Regions from separate parts of the Columba livia genome. Here region 2 is linked to region 1. The links are chromatin contacts, called in public Hi-C maps. All regions are on one chromosome and are shown on one strand. Each heading gives the region's core, a stretch centred on a gene start, on an enhancer-like site or on the middle of the called end of the contact. The rest is flanking DNA. Distances are from core to core; before and after follow the strand shown.

Region 1 (3,509 bases), core at 865-3,364:
CTCTGCAGGCCATTGTCCCAGGTTGTCACTGATCTCTCAGGTCACCTATATCTGTTCTTCATAGGAGCTAATCCAGAGATTTCTAAAGCAATGAGGTGCTTTACTTACAAGCTGGCATCAGTAATTAATCCTATTGGTGAAATATTGTTCCTGACAGGGGGCAGAGGAGGGAAGTAGGATGAATTTTTGACATGCTGTAGGATATGAGCAGACTCATCCATGAACAAGTCGTGTAACCAGACATTCCCATATGGGTTGGCCAGTGACAGGGCCTCCAGCCAAGAAGAGGCTTTAGCAGGAACTCTGTGTGTTTCCCGCTGCTGATATGGCACTGACTCTGCAGTCCCATGTTTGCAGTTCTTTAAAGCTCCCTAAATCTCTGTGCTGGAGCCAAGACTCTGGGAAGAGTCTGAAAGAAGCTGAAAGCGCTGGCCCTAAGAGCACAATTGGTGTTTTAACCTGCTTCATTGCAGCAAGGAACTGAGATAAATTACAGTGGAAGGGCTTTTAGTATCCCCTTACTCCAGGAGATACGGACTAAGGGGCAGAGACTCTTCTCCCTTGTTTCCCTGCTCTGTAAAGCTGTCCTGTTGCATTGCAGTGTAAGGCTGTAATACTCTTTCATAGAGTCATAGAATGGGTTGGGTTAAAAGGGACCTTTAAAGATGACCTCATCCAACCCCTACTTTTTTTTTTTTTTTTTAAACCCCTTTGAAACTCAATGAGAAAAGATGAGAACAGGCGCTGGCATTATATTAAAGAGCTGTGATCTGTCTTTCCTCTCTTACCTACACAAAGCTAACTTCTCCTTTTCAGTTTGTTCATTGTAAACCTCATTCCATAATGACTATTCCTGCTTTAGCAGTGAGGTAGAATTACCAAATCCTTGTGTTTAAGCTGGTTGCTCTTCCCTTCAGCTGCCAGGAGAGGTAGCAGGAGAGCAACATGAAGAAAACTTTCTCCCACTTGATTAACTGGGGAATTTCTGAACCACTGAAAGCATCTTGCAGCCAGAAGCAAACTTAAATGCCCCCTGAAGTGCGCTGTTGTATTTGAAATCTGGTAAAAAGCTAATAGTTCATATTTCAGAAACTCGTTATAATGGTCACTTTTAATTGTAATACTTAACAGACAGCAACAAGTTCTTATGTTTTAAATTAGCTCCAAAAGGCAGAATTTTAGATTCCACTTCCCCTAAGTTTCCAGAACTCACTGGGGTGTTGTCTTTGCTGTTGGTTAACTTTACTACTTTTAGTAAAATAGGTTGTATTTTTCTAAACCAGTTGGAGAAAATTTGAACAGCCTCTGAAGAGGAACAGGGAAGAGGAATGTAGATCAGTTCTGGCCAAACGTGCAGTTGATAAAAAACATGAGCTAATCTGGCCAGCAGTTGAGCTGATTGTAACAGAATCCAGGTACTGTATAAGGAAAGGATATATAGTGGGACTAAAGAGGTTTAGTTACATGAAAAAATCATTAGCTGTGAAGATGGTAAGATTCTAGGGAAAACTTAGAATCCTGTTGTAAAAAGAATTTGCATCTCAAGAGAAAATGCTGAGAGAGAACTTTTTTGTACTTTTAAATGTTGACACATTTCAGTCCACTATGCCAATAAGACGCTATCTAGAGCCTCATGGTTCACTTGTAGCATTCTGATTTATAATAGACCCTCGTGGATTTCTTTGGTAAGTCTCAGTCTTATCTAAAGAAGGCGAAAAATACCCTTAGTTATGTTAGTTCAAGCCCTGAGGTCTTAATTTGGTTTTGATCAGAATGTACTTCGGGAAAAATCCTATTGGGTTTGATGCTTTTTTTTTTTCTTGATTCATGGAATGAAAGTCCAAATAAAGCTCTCTAGATACGATCTATTAAATTAAAATAACTCATATGAATAGCATCTAAAGCACAACAAAAACCAGAAATTAAATAGATGTTTGCAGAATCAGATAAATCTAAAAATAGAAGCAACTCTTCTCGTCATGCAAGGGCTTTGTGTGTCCTTACTCTCTCTAAACTCCTTTTTTTTCCCCAGTGTTGACATTGAAGGCAATTGCTTGGCTTCGTTCCCCAGATCATAGTACTTAGCTCTGCATTTGTGTTTTGTCTCTCTATTGAGGCTCTGATATCAATGACCCTGTGAACGTTACTGACTTACTTTGCTTAGTAACGGCTGGTATGATTGGAAACTTTTATGATAGTGATACTAAAAATCACTCTGCCATAGTGAGAGGGTTGACAAGACCCCCTCTCTTCTCTCAGTTCTAGAATTTGGGACCATGTGTGCCAGGGCAAATCCTTCCCTCTCTCTTCCGTCCTGGGAGGCAGGACCCTAATGATGCAGCAGGGCTCATTTCAAAGTTAAATTAGGTTACCCAGAGCCTTGTGTAGCCAAGTTATGAAACTACTCAAGGCCGGAGATGCCACAGCCTCTCCGGGGAATCTGTTCTAGTGCTTAATCACCCTCACTGTGAAGAGTATTTTCTTTGTATCTGATCAGAAATTTTGTTGCCATAGCTTTTGCCTTTTGCCTATTTTCCTTTGGCTCTCTCTTCTCTCTACCTGTTGAACAGTGGATGAAGTGCAAATAGATCTTCCTTTACTTTCTCTTGTTTGAACCAAACACCCGCAAGTCTTGTAGTGGTGTTTCAAACCTGTACACGGCAGTCCAGGTGTTGTCTCCATGTGAGGGTCCTTGACCTGTATATATTTGTATAAATATACATTTTTGTTGGTTTTATATGTTAATATTCCAATTTTATATCAATATGGACAGGTTGAGGTGATTATTCACCTCCACTCTGTGTATATACCATTATACATAAATATATGAAATATGTATTACATTCTTTATTTTCTGTAATTATTTATATGTATAATATTAATGTGCTTAGATACATACACACACACATACATGTATCAAAAGAAGTATTTGAAAGGGATTTGCCATCCTGGGTGTAGTCTGAGTAGGTACAGGTTAGAGGGAGGAGTGTAACTGAGCCTGCTGCAGATGCCTGGTTAAGGGCCATCTGCATTTATACAGTACATACATGCAAACACACATGGAACAAGTAAAGATAATAATTTTCAAAGGTCTGAAGGGTGAGAACTTACCTGAAAGAGCTGCAGCTGTTTTACATATTTGCTGCTTTGATTAAAATCATTGTTGTCTTGTGTTAAGTTTGATGAAAATATTTTTATTTGCTTTTGTTCATTTGAGTATTTTCAAATTATAATAGATGCTGCATTTTTTATTTCTAGTTTTCAAGAACTGAATGAATCACAATGAGCCACTATCAGTGTTTGCAAATACATCTATTTTTGCTTCTTATGCAGATCCTGATTACTACAACAAAGAAATATTTATAAGAGTAATGTTTGATTCATGCCTGCTAAGCAGTTTAATGTGCCGATTCAGTGACTGAGAGGAGACCAGTCCCCACAGAAAGCACCAAATTTGGTGTGCAAATAATGGATTTGCATTAACACTTGCTCCGGGTTCAGGCTTTGAT
Region 2 (3,631 bases), core at 77-2,576, 120 kb after region 1:
TCTTTCAAGGGACAGCTCTCACGATTCCCTATTTTATACTATGACTGTTGTGGAAGAACAAAAATAATCAGAATTGAACCACTGAACTGGATATTTCTAAATTATTTCTCTGATTTAGCATGTCCTCTCTTGACAGTGTAATTCAAGGCTGACAGACAATATGAATAAAGATGTTTTATTTCCATCAAAGGTAATTTCAGCTACAGAAAGTTCACAGATCTCCCTTGTAGGTGACACTGTCTTCCCCTAAGGTGAGCACAGCCTCAGATAGGGTGTGCCAGTCAGTGCTTCCTTGGCACAGCAAAAAGACTCAGCAGAACTTCCTAAAGATTAGAAATACCAAGCAAAACATAGTCTCATTTCTACCTGCTTATGATATCTCAAAAGACTGAGCAAAAAAAACCAAAAAACAACTAGTAAATGTTTACATATATAATTTAATTGTTACATTTAAAATGGAGAGCTACACAACAGCTTTGGCCAAAAGTCAGGCAGCCAGCTGCAGCCAGCTGCCCACAACTGGTGGGTCTCTCAGCTCACTCTCAGAGGTGAATACGGCATCCAGAAAGTCAGAATTCCCTAATTCTGGACCAAATATAGTGTGACCAGGATGAATGAGACGTGCTAGCACAAACGATCCCAAACTCAGTTTCATATGGTGGTTGTTTTTATGAGCTGTGGAGCTGGAAGAGCGGCAGGGCCTCAGCCAGGGGCTGTAACCAGCTCTGCTGAGACACTTGTCTGCCTCCGGGCTCCGGGTAGCACTGCGTAACCACGGTCAAGCAGCAGAGCTGAGAAGAGCTGTCATAATGTTAAAGCGTTTGTTTTCATTACGAATAAGTTGCAGATGAAATCTGATGAAGTAAAAGAAAAAAAGTAAATAAACATATTTAGAATGATATCTAGAGGGTACTTATGCTTACGCACAAACCAGAAGAAAGCACTTGTTCTGTTTGCTTTGCGAGTAGAAATAAAAATGCAGAAAGCTTGGAGCGAGGTATAAAAACGCAGAGGGGGAATAAAACAAAACAAAACAAGCATCAAGTGAGCCCAAAGAGTTAGCTTTTTTCTGTAAAGCAGAACCGACCGCACGGCTGCGGGCCCTGGCGCCGGGAGCCCGCCGTTCCCGCGCTGTGCGGGGGCTCGGGCTGTGGGCACCGGGCGCGGCGGATCCGCGCCTGGCGGCCCCTGGGCCGCCGCTCAGCCACACGGCCCCGGCCCCACGCAGCGGCCACCGTGGGGCCCTGCCCGGGATGGCCCGGGCTGGGGCTCAGGGTATCCGCAGCGGCTGGGGAAGCCAGAGAGAAGCGCTGGACCGCCCCGGTGACCGCCAGCGGCTGCGGGACTGCCCCCGAGCCTTACAGGCGCCCTGAGCGCCTGAGGGGTCGGGGACACGTGGCGACACGGCTGTGGCCGCCGGGTAGAGCGGAGCGGAGGAACCCTGCGGCGCTCAACAGCCCAGCCCCGCCGAGCAGCCGCCTCCCGCGGACTCCGGCGGCCGGGCCGGGCAAGGGCGTGCCGCCCTCCCTTCCGCTCCCCTCCCCGGGCCGCTCTGCGGCGGCGTAGCCTGTGGCGCAGCGCCCCCCGGCGGCCCCGGGGCCGAGTTCGCGCCGCTGCTCCGGTGAGGAGCGGGAACGGCCCAACCGCCGCTGCCCCCGCGTGCTTTCGGGCCGCGCCCGGCGGGAGCGGCACTGAGGTGAGTGTTGCCGGGGCGGCGTTGTGTAGCGGTACCGGATAAACCTTCGCCCGGTCCTGGCGGAGATCCCCCTCAGGACCGCCGCACCTGCAGCTGCTGCACAGCCGGGGAGGCCTCGATGCCCCGCGCCATCGGTCAGTGACACCGTAAATCTCAGTTCATCTTTGTCATTATAGATAAACTGACGGTTTCTGAGAGGCTGCAAACTTAACGTGACATTTGTAAGGGAAAAACAGCCATCCCCACATGAAGTTGCAGGTGTGCTTTTCTGGTGAGAAAATACATTTATCTGATAGGCTGTGACCAGTTTCGCCTCTGTTTTGCTGTGGAAAAAGTCAGGGCTTACTGCATGAATATAAAATTGGATGAGCTGCAGAAAATCAAATAATAAGAAAATTTTAAGAACAATTTATTTCAAAAGCTCTTGACTTTACTACATTCTAATCTCTTTCCCTTAATTTGTAAACCAGGACACTTAGCAGACACTAACACTTCTGCAATTATGATGCAAACCCAATATAAGGGCACCTCAAAGGAGAACCATGGAGAAAAAAAAAGTAAAAATTAAGAGATGTGATGACATCGCCCCTTACCTCTACTGAACATTTACAGGCTGTATTTTCCCTGTGAATGTCAGTCATTTCAGAACAGCGTTTCCCCTGGGGTTTACTTTGTGGCAGCTGTTTAGCTGTGCACAAGTTGCATTGATCAGTCCATTCCGTACTGGCAAACTCTGGTTTGCTACGGCACAAATTAACATCCATTGCTGAAGGTAGAGTGATAAATGCATAAATGCAAAGGTGTTGGCTTTTGGTGCTTATTCCTTTGTGAAAATAATTACTTGTAGTTCTAGTACAGGGGATGTTTGGGGCCTGGTTACTGCAAAGAAGGATGTCACAATGAGCGGAAGTGATTTTGCTTGTTGATTGTGATTTTTTGATTAATTCCTATAGTGTATACTAAATATATCTACTATATCTTAAGATACCTTTTTAAAATATAGGCAAAATTTTGGGGAGCTTTCAGCACATTGTTAAGCAACATAAAGAATGCCTTAAGTGGTAGTAGGCTTATTGGTCGCTTTTTGCATTCTCCATCCTCATTGTATGTTGTAGGTTATAGTTATAGAGAACGCAATACGCTGAGAGTAAATGAGAAAAGGTGCTAGTAAATAAAAAGTACACTTTATTTTGTGTAAAAACACAGGCTGTAGAATTCCACGAAGCTATTGAGGAAAGTAAAATATGCCAGACCTTTTCAAAAGCAAACAAACAATAACCCCATTGCCACTGGCATCGTTGGAATCATCTATTGAGCCATTAGGGTACTGTCAGCTCTTCCAAAGTGCTTCAGAAATCATATGGAGAACCACAAAGTGAAGTGACAGAGGAGTGATGAATGGAAGCTTCTTAAACCCACCATATTCTTCTGAGTACAGTCGTCTAAGAATAGGCATTTGTTCATTTGTTTTTCCTAAAGGAATCGAAAATAGGTTTTCATGTTTACTTCATCAAAAGATCTTTTTGCCCACTTTGCATAACTTTTTTATCGTACCACTTAGGACAGAGGCCGTGGCTGACTGTCATCCTGCAAAGAGTGGTCACTCTCCAGCATGCAGTGGAAGGCTCTTGATCACAGTAAACATTCCTCCTACTGCACTCAGAGGCAGCTCCAAGATCACATCTGCAAAGCATTCAGATAAGTGACTTTGGTTCCCTGTAAAATAATCTCTTACAACTGTCCAGTTCTGGAATTTATATGTGGTTAGTGTGATAAATGTTAAATGATCTTATATATGTATACAACAAAGGATAATCATAGGGTCAATGAGAAATCATAATGAGGAATAGATATTGGGTGATGGGAGAGAGCACATTTGTTAAACAGCTCATTTGTAGCTGTCTGCAGAAAGGAAAGGGAGGGTGAGAGTCTGCC

The links. A called contact is a pair of places that touch in the nucleus more often than the background predicts.
Region 2: a contact with region 1 is called in a Hi-C map of crop, with 4 times the contacts expected there. The contact joins two enhancer-like sites. A contact is called at or near these places in 2 of 2 Hi-C or Micro-C datasets (crop and liver).

What each region holds. Positions count from the first base shown.
Region 1 is chr2:22,992,442-22,995,950 of bColLiv1.pat.W.v2, forward strand. All of the region lies in intron 2 of ITGA8 (integrin subunit alpha 8), which reads left to right. Among named protein-coding and RNA genes, the nearest start is that of ITGA8, 7.5 kb to the left of the region's middle. Within about 2 kb of position 2,115, at least 3 of the 3 cell types and tissues checked have an H3K27ac peak away from gene starts, as active enhancers do.
Region 2 is chr2:23,113,310-23,116,940 of bColLiv1.pat.W.v2, forward strand. No RefSeq gene overlaps it. Among named protein-coding and RNA genes, the nearest start is that of FAM171A1, 39 kb to the right of the region's middle. Within about 2 kb of position 1,327, at least 3 of the 3 cell types and tissues checked have an H3K27ac peak away from gene starts, as active enhancers do.